Regions from separate parts of the Pan troglodytes genome. Here all the other regions are linked to region 1. Evidence: chromatin contacts called from public capture Hi-C data. All regions are on one chromosome and are shown on one strand. Each heading gives the region's core, a stretch centred on a gene start, on an enhancer-like site or on the middle of the called end of the contact. The rest is flanking DNA. Distances are from core to core; before and after follow the strand shown.

Region 1 (4,016 bases), core at 917-3,416:
AGAGAGCCTTGGAGAATTTACTTCCCACAAAGGCAACAGACCGTGAGAATAGATGCCAATGTGCTAACCAAAAAGACAAGAAGTGCTGGAATTTTTGCCAAGCAGGAAAAGAACTCAGGTGAGCAGAAACACCTTTGCTTTTCAATCAGTTTAACAGCCTCCTGAACTCCTTCCTATCATGGTACTGCCTTCCTATTTTAGAGAGACTAACAGAGACATTGAAAGTCAGGGTAAAGCTGAATATAACATTGCTGAAATGTTTTTCCTTGTGTATTTTAACAGGGCTGAAGACATTATGGAGAAAGACTGGAATAATCATAAGAAAGGAAAAGACTGTTCCAAGCTTGGGAAAAAGTGTATTTATCAGCAGTTAGTGAGAGGAAGAAAAATCAGAAGAAGTTCAGAGGAACACCTAAGACAAACCAGGTAAGAGGGAAGGAAGAAAAATTAGGTAAGAGGTTGACAAGAACAACTAGCCCCGGTCATTGATGCCAGCAGCCTGTTCCTACAGCCCTTCTTACTCGGGCAGGTGAAAGACTTTTAGAAAACAGTAGCAGAGGAGATCTATGCATCCTATAGATTAAAAGGAGCAAAAGAATCCCTCTTAAATATTTCCAAGAAGCTCTGGAATGCAAACTGATGTCCTCTGTACTTTTAGCACATACCATTTCATCTACAGGTAGATTTCCCAACCAAAATATATCCAGAGATGCCTTTGTCATTGGGTTATATACAGCCTTTGCCTCTCTGAGTCAATGTATTTACCACTTTCCCTGAGAAATCAAAAATCATTTTGGGGAGAGGACATTTAGAAGAAGAATCAAAATGTCATGGATAATCAAATTCTTCAATAAGTTGCAGTTATTCAGATGGCCAAAGGAAAAATAAAGTCATTAGATAGGGTTGGTGGAGTTTAGAACATGCTGTTTTTCAGGTTTATGGTCTTTTTTTTTTTTTTTTTTTTTTTTTAATAGGGAAATGTGTTTGGTGCAGAGCCAATGTCATTCCAAAAAGCTCTCTCTTTTCCTGGTCAGTCATGTGCTGGGACAGAGAAGGGATCTGGATTAGGCAACATCATAGAGTTGCTCTGAGCTGCTCTTTGGTGATAACCCTTCCAAATCCTAAACTTTTTGGAATTCACAAGCTCAAAGGAGGAAACCTACTCTCTGATCTATCACATGTTCTGCATTTTTCTATCATGGTCTATGGAGACTTTTCCTAGAAATCCAGTGGCAAGAAGTTCTATGATTAAAGTGTTCTGAGCTCAGGCCAGGCAGTCATGAACTACTTCTGAGTTGTTTACTACTGATTTGTGGGGCAGCCTCAGCTATCGGTTTCTTCACACCTGCTTATGAGAGTATCCATATTTATGGTCGCAGGCCAGTAATGCTCCCCACGAGATCAGTTTCTGAACTAACCTGGAATTTTTTATGGGTTTTTATTATGCCAACTATTAAATCAACATTACAGTTCTTCCCTCTGTATTTCTCCTGTAAAACATCAGGCCTGCAAAAAAAAAAATCTTTTTAAAAATAATTGCCATAAAGTATTTGCTCTGGGCCTACTGTATGCTTCTTTTCTTTTTCTCTCTTTTCAACTAAGTCACCGTCAATTTATTAAGATGGCCATAACTATTCAAAACCTATGCTGAGTTCCTCAAGGCAGGGTCGCATAGTGATGAAGGTTGGGATGGGGCTACGGAAGAAACCAGAACAACTCTAGTTTATTTAAAACCTGTATTTACTGCCCACTTCCCCTTAGACTTGACCATATGACCCCTCGCTCCCATTCTAAGCATAGGGGCAGGCTTTATTTTTACAACGGTAATAGATATCACTTGAGGTTTTATCAAAGAGTTGCGGCGGGTGGTGAAAGTTCACAACCAGATTCAGGTTTTGTTTGTGCCAGATTCTAATTTTACATGTTTCTTTTGCCAAAGGGTGATTTTTTAAAATAACATTTGTTTTCTCTTATCTTGCTTTATTAGGTCGGAGACCATGAAAAACAGCGTCAAATCATCTTTTCATGATCCCAAGCTGAAAGGTGAGCCCTCCAGAGAGCGTTATGCGACCCACAACCGAGCACATTGGTGACAGACCTTCGGGGCCTGTCTGAAGCCATAGCCTCCACGGAGAGCCCTGTGGCCGACTCTGCACTCTCCACCCTGGCTGGGATCAGAGCAGGAGCATCCTCTGCTGGTTCCTGACTGGCAAAGGACCAGCGTCCTCGTTCAAAACATTCCAAGAAAGGTTAAGGAGTTCCCCCAACCATCTTCACTGGCTTCCATCAGTGGTAACTGCTTTGGTCTCTTCTTTCATCTGGGGATGACAATGGACCTCTCAGCAGAAGCACACAGTCACATTCGAATTCGGGTGGCATCCTCCAGAGAGAGAGAGAGGAAGGAGATTCCACACAGGGGTGGAGTTTCTGACGAAGGCCCTAAGGGAGTGTTTGTGTCTGACTCAGGCGCCTGGCACATTTCAGGGAGAAACTCCAAAGTCCACGCAAAGATTTTCTAAGGAATGCACAAATTGAAAACACACTCAAAAGACAAACATGCAAGTAAAAAAAAAAAAAAAAAAGAAAGACTTTTGTTTGTTTAAATTTGTAAAATGCAAAACTGAATGAAACTGTTACTACCATAAATCAGGATATGTTTCATGAATATGAGTCTACCTCACCTATATTGCACTCTGGCAAAAGTATTTCCCACATTTAATTATTGCCTCCCCAAACTCTTCCCACCCCTGCTGCCCCCTCCTCCATCCCCCATACTAAATCCTAGCCTCGTAGAAGTCTGGTCTAATGTGTCAGCAGTAGATATAATATTTTCATGGTAATCTACTAGCTCTGATCCATAAGAAAAAAAAGATCATTAAATCAGGAGATTCCCTGTCCTTGATTTTTGGAGACACAATGGTATAGGGTTGTTTATGAAATATATTGAAAAGTAAGTGTTTGTTACGCTTTAAAGCAGTAAAATTATTTTCCTTTATATAACCGGCTAATGAAAGAGGTTGGATTGAATTTTGATGTACTTATTTTTTTATAGATATTTATATTCAAACAATTTATTCCTTATATTTACCATGTTAAATATCTGTTTGGGCAGGCCATATTGGTCTATGTATTTTTAAAATATGTATTTCTAAATGAAATTGAGAACATGCTTTGTTTTGCCTGTCAAGGTAATGACTTTAGAAAATAAATATTTTTTTCCTTACTGTACTGATTTGGAATCATTACTGAAATTTGTAAGGAGTGGGCCAAAGTGATTAAGTATTATAAAGGCAAATGGTTAAAGACGGTTTCATAGAAAAGTGACAATTAGAAGGATATTACGGTCTAAGCTAATTATATAAAGAATTTTATCTGTATCTTAAATGTTGATTTTATACTGCATTGAGGTAAAAACACAAAACAAAAAAGCAGCTTTAACACCTCTGTCTTCTCTTGGGTAGCAGCCTCCTGCTTCTCCTTCACCTGAAAAATTCTCCAGGGACTTCATCCATTAACTTGGCTCAGGCTATTAGGCAGGATTCAACAGTTTAAGCTGATGGTGTGGTGAGAGATGCTTTATCCATATTAATGGACTGAAGGAGGTAATGGCAAGACAACCCCCCAAAACATACCTAATTATACAAAGTTACATACCAAAGTTGCTTTTAGAAAATGGCCTGCTCAGAGCAAGTAGAGGTTTCCAATGGCTTTTTATTTTCTCACATTAAGGATGTTGTTTCTTAAGGAACATTGAGTACCATTGCTTCTTCGTGATAGCCTAGGACTGGCCGTGTGCCCATGGAGGTAGAGACACCAGGTACTGATTCTAGGTCATCTGCCACAAAGCACCACTTCCTCTCCACTTTGCCTTGGCTGGCCTTGTCAGCTCACTGGAGAGCACAGTATTGCAATTGCAGTATTGCAAATGGTCACTACTAACTGAATTCTCTAAGAGCTTGATTAGCCCTCGAGAATCTTCCTTGCCCTTCTCTAATAGTGTCTGAAGGAATTCCTGG
Region 2 (4,046 bases), core at 812-3,311, 650 kb before region 1:
ATTTTGCATTAATTTATTTCTGTAAAGGAGGAAGCTGCTGGGCACAGTGGCTCACACCTGAAGTCACCACTTTGAGAGGCCAAGGCGGGAGGATCACCTGAGGTCAGGGGTTCAAGACCATCCTGGGGAATATAGTGAGACTACCGTCTCTAAAGAAACATTTTAACAAATTAGCCAGGCATGGAGGTGTGCTCCTTGTAGTCCCAGCTACTCGGGAGGCTGAGGCAAAAGGCTCACTTGAGCCCAGGATTTCAAGTTACGATTGTGTCACTGCACTCCAACCTGGGTAACAGAACAAGACCCTATCTCAAAACAATTTTTAAAGGAGGAAGTCATCAGTTATGTATATCACACAGATTCACTGGTGACTTTGCCACCTTTTCCATCCCTTTGAAGTTCTGCATCGCCGGTGGGAGGACGTAGGTCAGAGCAAGCAGAGTGTGGAGGCAGAAGCAGAGAGCGGAGGACCTCAACTCTCTCTCTCCCTGGGCTCTGCTCTAACTTGATAAGGGCCCATGGGAACATCACCTAAACTCTTGGGGGCCTGTGTTCATTTGTCTGTAAAAAGAGGGGCTTAAATTAAATGATCATTGAACCCTCCAAGCTCTTGCTGGGCTGTTTCTGGGGGCTCTTCTCTCTGGAGAAGAATTCAATTCAAAATTGATTTGAATTTTGGTGCTGAGCCAGCCAGTGCACGAAATACTACCACTTTGCTCAGTCTCGTAGATGTTTTTCTGTATTTCCTATGTTCAGCATAAAGGGGGCCAGCCCACTACTGCCTTTAACATGAATTGCCCTTCGGAGTATGGAGCACGAGGCAAGCAGCGCTTGTCTCCGGATAGACCCACACATTTCCAGGAGAATTTTTTTTTTCTCCTTGCTACTCACAACACATCACTTGTTTTTGTGAAGGTTTTTACACACAGCTGATTTATAAGGGATTAGATTTCTCTAAAACATAATCTGTGTTGGTTCTATTGGCCAGTTAAAATTGGTATCCTAGCACAGCTTGTTAAGACATTACATATCATTCCTCTTGTTTTTCTCACACTCAGGAATGATAGGTTAAGAAATATGATTCTAGTTCATAAAAGCCTGAGAGGGACTAACTGGGCTCTATTTATGTTTTATCCAAGAATGTGGAATTTGAAGCTTTTCTCAAAGTGAAAGTTGACCCACTGGACCCGTGTGCTTGGGCCAAATATGAGTATGAGAAACATTCTCAAACCTTTTTGGAATCCTAGGCCAGTAGACACTGAAGGGGCCTAAAGGATTTCTGGGCAATTCCTTCTCCTTCTCTCATGCCACAATAATTATTTACAGTTCTTGCCCTTCTTTTAGCTCAAAAGTGAACTCTGCATGTAGCATATTACCTTAGAGAAAATGTTCACTTAAAGAAAGCCACCTGTTCAGGAAAACAAATTGTCCCCAAGAGGTGTGGTGGAACGCAGGTGGGGAATTTTGTCTTCAATAAGGAGAAATTTAAATTCTCTATATTCTTAGAAATTTACCAAATTGGTTGCACCAGGGTTTTTTTTTGTTTTTTTTTTTTTTTTGAGACGGAGTCTCGCTTTGTCGCCCAGGCTGGAGTGCAGTGGCGTGATCTTGGCTCACTGCAAGCTCCGCCTCCCGGGTTCACGCCACTCTGCCTCAGCCTCCCGAGTAGCACCAGGGTTTTTAATATCCAGTTCAACCGGGAGACATTTATACTCTGTGAAGGCTGAGGCGTCCGTGTAAATTTGGCCACCAGGTGGCACCAAATGTTTTCATTAGAAAAATTGCTGAGGGAAAGCCTGGTCAGCATTCTCTCTCCTAGTTAAAAGGAAAAAAAAAGAAAAAGAAAACCCTTTAAAGTGAGTGTTGTTGGTTCATTCACCCAAATTCAGGAAGCATGTGCCTTTCTTATTTGCTAGCGCTTTGGCAGTACACTGTGGCAGTTCAGGGTGAGTTATTTCCTTGAAGTTTGTTAAAAGGGAAACATGGATGAAATTCAAGACTTGAAACAAAGCTTTATTGGAGCTTTGCAGGACAATTAAAATCCAGTCTCTCAGCCAACAAACGGTTCCATCAACCCCCTTCTAGGCCTAGCAGGACACAGGATGCCCAAACAAAAGGCAGAACGGGGCGGCATGGCTGGGTTTTTCCTTTTTATCATTTGCTGCACAATCTTATTCTTTCAGATCCCAAACCAGCTTTTATGGTCTGGTTAAAATTTTGTTCTGTTTGGAAAAGAGGGTATCCTAAAGCAATCTAACTGAGCAGGGGTTGTTGCAGAGGGACACCCGCCTGCTTTCAGATGTGAGTGCTGCTGGGGATGATGTCTTTCTGCCCCTGCTCATGGTCTCCAGAAGAAAGTGCTGGCACGCTAAAGATAGGAAAAACATTGGCCAATTTATTGCTAAATTTCAATTCTTAAGAAGTGGTTTTTTTTTAATAAAAGAGGTGTGCATTCATTTATGTATTCATTCATCCATTCATTTGATGAATATTTATTGAGTGTTCACTGTGCCAGCCGTCGTATTTAGAAGCCAGGGGAAGGGTGGTAACCAAAACTACGTTCCAGCTTTGGGCTGCTTCTAGTCTAGAGGAAGAAGCAGATACTCGTCAAGCCACTCGCATGAATGTGCATCAACAAGCTGCAGGAGGTGCTTTAAAAGCAAAGATTGCTGTACTGGGATGATGTGGAGCTAATGAAGTTGACCTAGATTCGTGGAGTGATGGGAACAGGCAGTGTTCCCTAACGAGGGACCCTGGAGCTGAGATTTGAAGGATGAGGAGGAAGTAATTAGGCAAAGGGATGGGAAGAGGTGAGAGGAAGATTTAGGCCAGGGAATTGCAAATTCAAAGGCCATGGGAGGAGAGGGAGAATGACAAGTTTGAGTTCAGCGTTTGAGATGCAAGTGTGGAGGGAACTCAGTAAGCGAAGCAGGAATGGATGCAGTTACAGGAGTAAAAACTCACCATGAGTTCTCCACTTTCCTCTGTGTTTGGTATACTTTTCCTCTGCCAAATGGGAGAAGAAAGGTCAACACACACACACACACACACACACACACACACATCAAAACTCTATCAATTACCAGATCTCTACTAGTCGCCTGCTTTGATAGGTGGTCTGTGGTATGGTTGGCTTGGAGCCAGTGTCCAAATATTTGAGAAAAGTTTGGGCATTTTTCCCCCAGTACAGTAACCTGTTTAAATGGACCCAAGTACCACTGGGGAAGGCTAAGAGGAAAAGTCACAGAACATACTTGGCAATTTTAGCAGAAAGTGCTACCTTAAGCATCCCTATTTTCCCTTTAGTAAAGGGATGTGGGTCTGGGAACTGACTGGGTCTTAGACACGACCCCAAATTTCTGATGTAATAGCAGCCCCCATTCACCAGACCTGGAGTTTTTTCAGTTATACGCCAAGTTAGGCCAGAAATCCTGCAATCAACTGGCCACACCCTAAGATTCCTGCAGTTCAGTTCATTCTGGTAAGCCCTAATGTCTTGTAAAATGACTATACCCATTTCTATCTTACTAGTCTAGTGTACCTATTTGTCCTTTTCCACCCGGGCCCTTCCCACATGCTTGGTATCAAGCAGTCCTTTTTGATGGTAGCATCTTCCACCACTATTCCCAACTCACAGAGAAGAGCCTCTACACTCTTTTCGAAGATGCTGGTGTTTGCCTTACCAGTGTCTATCCCAGGCTTTGATGACGGGATTGCCTGTAAGGCTACAGCCACATTCCTCTCTTGACACCTATGAGTTCTTTTGTTATATTGAACCTTACAGTTTCTAGCTTCTCAACTTTCCCTAGATTGTACTTCCAATGGAGCCCTGGACTTCTTGGGCCAGCAAGTAAACTATCAGAACCACTCTCAGCTGCCCCAGCTATCACCACTAGATCCAGAATCGTGGGTGAGTGCACAGTGCACCCACATTTACCCTGATCAAAGTGATGTTCCTTCCTCTTGACCAATAGCCTTCAGGATGCCTTTCCTCACATATTCCCACATCTTTGCCAATATAATTAAGTCCTGTAAGTCTTTTGGTGGTT
Region 3 (3,937 bases), core at 1,409-3,908, 720 kb before region 1:
GTTAAGAGAAGGGAGGAATCTGCTCAAGGCCACAGAGCTAATAATTGCCGGGCTGGGGTTTTCTTGCTCTATTACCTGCTTCCCCCAACATAACTATGTTGTGTTGGTGTCTACAGAGTATTTTGGGAACTCTTACCCGTAATGAGATAATATCTCATTACTGTCAAAAACCAGATGAAATTATGTGGTCTTGAAAAATTATCAACCGAGGATTTGAATTGTCAAATTTATGCATATTTTGAATGTTTGGGATTTCTCAGGGAAGTGCTAAGTACCCAACTAGATTCAACTGCTATCTTGCCTGTGAAGAGATTGGAGCTGACAGAGCCAGTCACTATAGATGTTTCAAATCTTGCTGGAATGAAAACTAGCTTCACTTTAAACATTGCGCAAGCATAATGGAAGTAAACGTTTTTTCACATACACTGACCTACTCATTCCACATAATTACTCCGTGGAAATGTATTTTCTTTTTCCTTGGTAATTTTTTTTATTCATACTAATCATAAAATTATTCAATACATTTTCTCCCTGGCCATGAATGTTAACATCTTGGACAAAATATAAATCTTGAGATCCAAAAAAGTTTTCTATTTTAGTTCTAGTATCTTTTTTGGCCCTTGAAGTAATATTTTTGTAATTTAAAAAAATAAGTCAGTTTTCTTTGGGCATTTTGTTATTTGCTGAGCATTCAAATAAGACATTAAATTTCAGATTTACTTATTTCAGATTTAATGAGTGATTGATGAGATCTGACTCTGTTGCCCAGCCTGGAGTGCAGTGGTGTAATTAGCTCACTGCAGCCTTGACCTCCTGGGTTCAAGTGATCCTCCCTCTTCAGCCTCCCCAGTAGCTAGGAATACAGGTGTGCACCACCATGCCTGGCTAGTAAATTTCAGATTTATCACCACCTACATTGGACAAAACTACAGGGGAAGGTAATTAGAAGGAAGACGCTTTAGTCTTAAACTGAGCCTTGTGTTTACCATTATGAATGAGTCCTAGTCAGGCTTGTGGAGAAACATTTCAGTACTGAATACGTCCTTACACCATCTGTGTTTTGCAGTTGAACCTTTATTATTTTGTTTTTGAGAGTGGATTGCTCACTGTGTTGCCCAGGTTGGTCTCGAACTCCTGGGCCTAAGCGGTCCTTCTCCTTAGCCTCTTGAGTAGCTGGGATTACAGGTGTGTGCCACCATGCCCGGCTTCAAACCCTTATTAGCTCATAAAATACTACATCAAGCTTCTGGGTGCAGAGGGGAAAGTAAACAGGATCCATGGCACCTACTCTTTGAGGACTGAAAATTGGGTTTGCCTCTAGCTTCCAAATGGAAACTTAGGAGAGGAATCTATCCTGTCTGCTCTTAATTTTCTATGATTCATTGTCACTAGGCATTCTTCTTTTGGACAATTTTATGAATATTCTTCAGGCTCAGAAAGTTCTGGGGACTGATTTGCAAAATGTAATTGTATCAGGTGGTTTTCTTGTAAAGCAAGAGTTCCGTCACTAGATGGTGCAGTGGTTCTATTTTATTTTTCTCCTTGCTTTTGCCTTGGACATTACCTATGAACTGAAATTAACTGATTGTTACTTTTGGATTCATTTCCATATGATACATTTAATGTTTTTTTTTCCCAAAAGAAATGCACACCAGAAAATTGAATATGAGAAAAATTAAGGTTTCTTCATGTCATCACTAGCCAATTTAACTTTCCAAAGAATTATTAAGATAGGTTGTTTGCAAATTAGAAACAACCTATCAGGGTTGTTTGCAAATTAGAAAATCACTTTAGTTTATGATTTTTGTAGGTCATTAATCTAGACTTTGATTTATATATTTTTCTTAAATTCCAACTCAGTGCATAATGGTTTTATCTAATTTATTTATTTTACCTAGTGTATTTTATTTATTATTTAGAGAGAGTCACACTGTGTTTGGTGCCCAGGCTGGTCTCTGACTCCTAGCCTCAAGCAATCCTCCTGCCTCAGCCTCTCAAATAGCTAGTATTACAGATGCAAGCCTTGACATCTTAGTATCTAATTTAGTAGTCTATGCTTTCTTAGTGACATTTAGTTATACAGTTGGTCAACTTGGGGTTATGCACACATATGCAATCTGCCTTGTGTCATGAGACTGGGTTTTAAATTCCTGCTCTACCACTTAGTAATTGAACTTGTCCAAGTCATTTAACTTCTGCAACAGTCAGTTCTCACATTAGTAAAACGGAATGACATCTCATGTTGCACGCAGTGAGTGCTTACAAAATAACCTTTGTCCCATTGGCCTCTTTCAATGTATTGTCTGCACATAGAGGGATGATGTCCTTCCAGCCTTTGCTAGAAGTTTTGGTAATAAGTTCAGGCACTTCTGTTTCGAAGACAGAGCCAGATTCTGTCCTGACAGAGAACAGTGCATTTCTAGGGAGGATTTATTTTAGATTTAAATGGTCCCGTTGAACCCCGCACTGCTTTTGCAGCAAAGCCTGCTGAGGGAAATTTTAGAAACATACCTCCGTGGGAAAGAGCCTAGTTAGAAAGCAGGATGAATAAACTTGCTCAGCTAGCAAATTCCTCGCATTCTCTAAACCAAATATGTACAAGATGAGGAAGCCAAGGCGGCCAGCATAAATGAATCCTGAAAGATGGCCGGGACTTACCCATCAGCTGTGCACATAGTCACCAACCACCGCGGATCCTGTTGCTAGTGAGCTGCTCTGCTTTGTTTACTATGCTACAGAGACAAACTATTTAGTTCAAACTCAGAGAGGGAGGGTTGGTCTTTTCAGCTCCAGAGTTCTGGTTGTAAAAGCGCGAGTTTTGTTTTCCCACAGTGTGGCCTACAGCAGCCATGGGGACACACGTGCCCCTGCACTCAGGGTCCTCAATCAGGACTGAACTTCAGACATGAGGTTCAGACTGAACTACAGATGGCGCATGCCTGTAATCCCAGCACTTTGGGAGGCCGAGGCAGGCGGATCACTTGAGGTCAGGAGGTCGAGACCAGCCTGGCCAACATGGTGAGACACCCTCTCTATTAAAAATACAAAAAAATTAGCCGGGCATGTTGGCGGGCACATGTAATCCCAGCTACTTGGGAGGCTGAGGAAGGAGAATCGCTTGAACCCGGGAGGTGGAAGTTGCAGTAAGCTGAGATGGTACCACTGCACTCCAGCCTGGGCAACAGAGTGAGACTCTGTTGCCAAAAAAAAACAAAAAACAAAAAAAAAAACTACACTTGGCTTACTTTTCGTGGGAATTGGTGTCGGTGGGTGACTCCAAAATGTGTTAAAAGAAGATGCTTGTGCTATCTTTGATGTGGAAAATAGGAGAAGGTACAGAGATGAGTGGGAGATGTAGGGTTGAGGAAACTACAATTTTGAGAGACTCGTGACTTTTTTTTTTTTCTTTAAGTTCCGGGATACATGTGCAGAACGTGCATGTTTGTTACATAGGTATACGTGTGCCATGGTGGTTTGCTGCACCTATTTATTCATCCTCTAGATTCCCTTCCCTTGCCCCCCACCCACCAGCAGGCCCTGGTGTGTGTCGTTCCCCTCCCTGTGTCCATGTGTTCTCATTATTCAACTCCCACTTATGAGTGAGAACATGTGGTGTTTGGGTTTCTGTTCCTGTGTTAGTTTGCTGAGAATGATGGCTTCCAGCTTCATCATGTCCCTGCAAAGGACATGATCTCATTCCTTTTTATGGCTGCATAGTATTCCATGGTGTATATGTACCACATTTTCTTTATCCAGTCTATCATTGATAGGCATTTGGGTTGGTTCCATGTCTTTGCTATTGTAAATAGTGCTGCAGTAAACATATGTGCATGTGTCTTTATAGTAGAATGATTTATATTTCTTTGGATATATACCCAGTATTGGGATTGCTGGGTCAAATGGTATTTCTGGTTCTAGGTCCTTGAGGAATCACCAC

Evidence for each region. Capture Hi-C pulls out chosen DNA fragments and counts their contacts.
Region 2: a capture Hi-C map of stem cell-derived neural stem cells shows a contact between it and region 1, with 7 times the contacts expected there. The contact joins two enhancer-like sites. A contact is called at or near these places in 6 of 7 Hi-C or Micro-C datasets (blood, induced pluripotent stem cells, a lymphoblastoid cell line and 2 more), 1 of 1 datasets of contacts at active chromatin or transcription factors (stem cell-derived excitatory neurons) and 1 of 1 other capture datasets (stem cell-derived neural stem cells).
Region 3: a contact with region 1 is called in a capture Hi-C map of stem cell-derived neural stem cells, with 6 times the contacts expected there. The contact joins two enhancer-like sites. A contact is called at or near these places in 3 of 7 Hi-C or Micro-C datasets (induced pluripotent stem cells and stem cell-derived neural progenitor cells), 1 of 1 datasets of contacts at active chromatin or transcription factors (stem cell-derived excitatory neurons) and 1 of 1 other capture datasets (stem cell-derived neural stem cells).

The regions. Positions count from the first base shown.
Region 1 is chr5:18,247,620-18,251,635 of NHGRI_mPanTro3-v2.0_pri, forward strand. EDN1 (endothelin 1) reads left to right here. Exons shown (of 10, transcript XM_063812786.1): 8 at 1-118; 9 at 283-426; 10 at 1,988-3,228. The coding sequence ends at 2,093. Among named protein-coding and RNA genes, the nearest start is that of EDN1, 120 kb to the left of the region's middle. Within about 2 kb of position 2,167, at least 1 of the 24 cell types and tissues checked has an H3K27ac peak or open chromatin away from gene starts, as enhancers often do. A contact at or near this core is called in stem cell-derived neural stem cells, where this site is marked.
Region 2 is chr5:17,600,685-17,604,730 of NHGRI_mPanTro3-v2.0_pri, forward strand. No RefSeq gene overlaps it. Among named protein-coding and RNA genes, the nearest start is that of TMEM170B, 120 kb to the left of the region's middle. Within about 2 kb of position 2,062, at least 7 of the 24 cell types and tissues checked have an H3K27ac peak or open chromatin away from gene starts, as enhancers often do. A contact at or near this core is called in stem cell-derived neural stem cells, where this site is marked.
Region 3 is chr5:17,530,848-17,534,784 of NHGRI_mPanTro3-v2.0_pri, forward strand. No RefSeq gene overlaps it. Among named protein-coding and RNA genes, the nearest start is that of TMEM170B, 47 kb to the left of the region's middle. Within about 2 kb of position 2,659, at least 5 of the 24 cell types and tissues checked have an H3K27ac peak or open chromatin away from gene starts, as enhancers often do. A contact at or near this core is called in stem cell-derived neural stem cells, where this site is marked.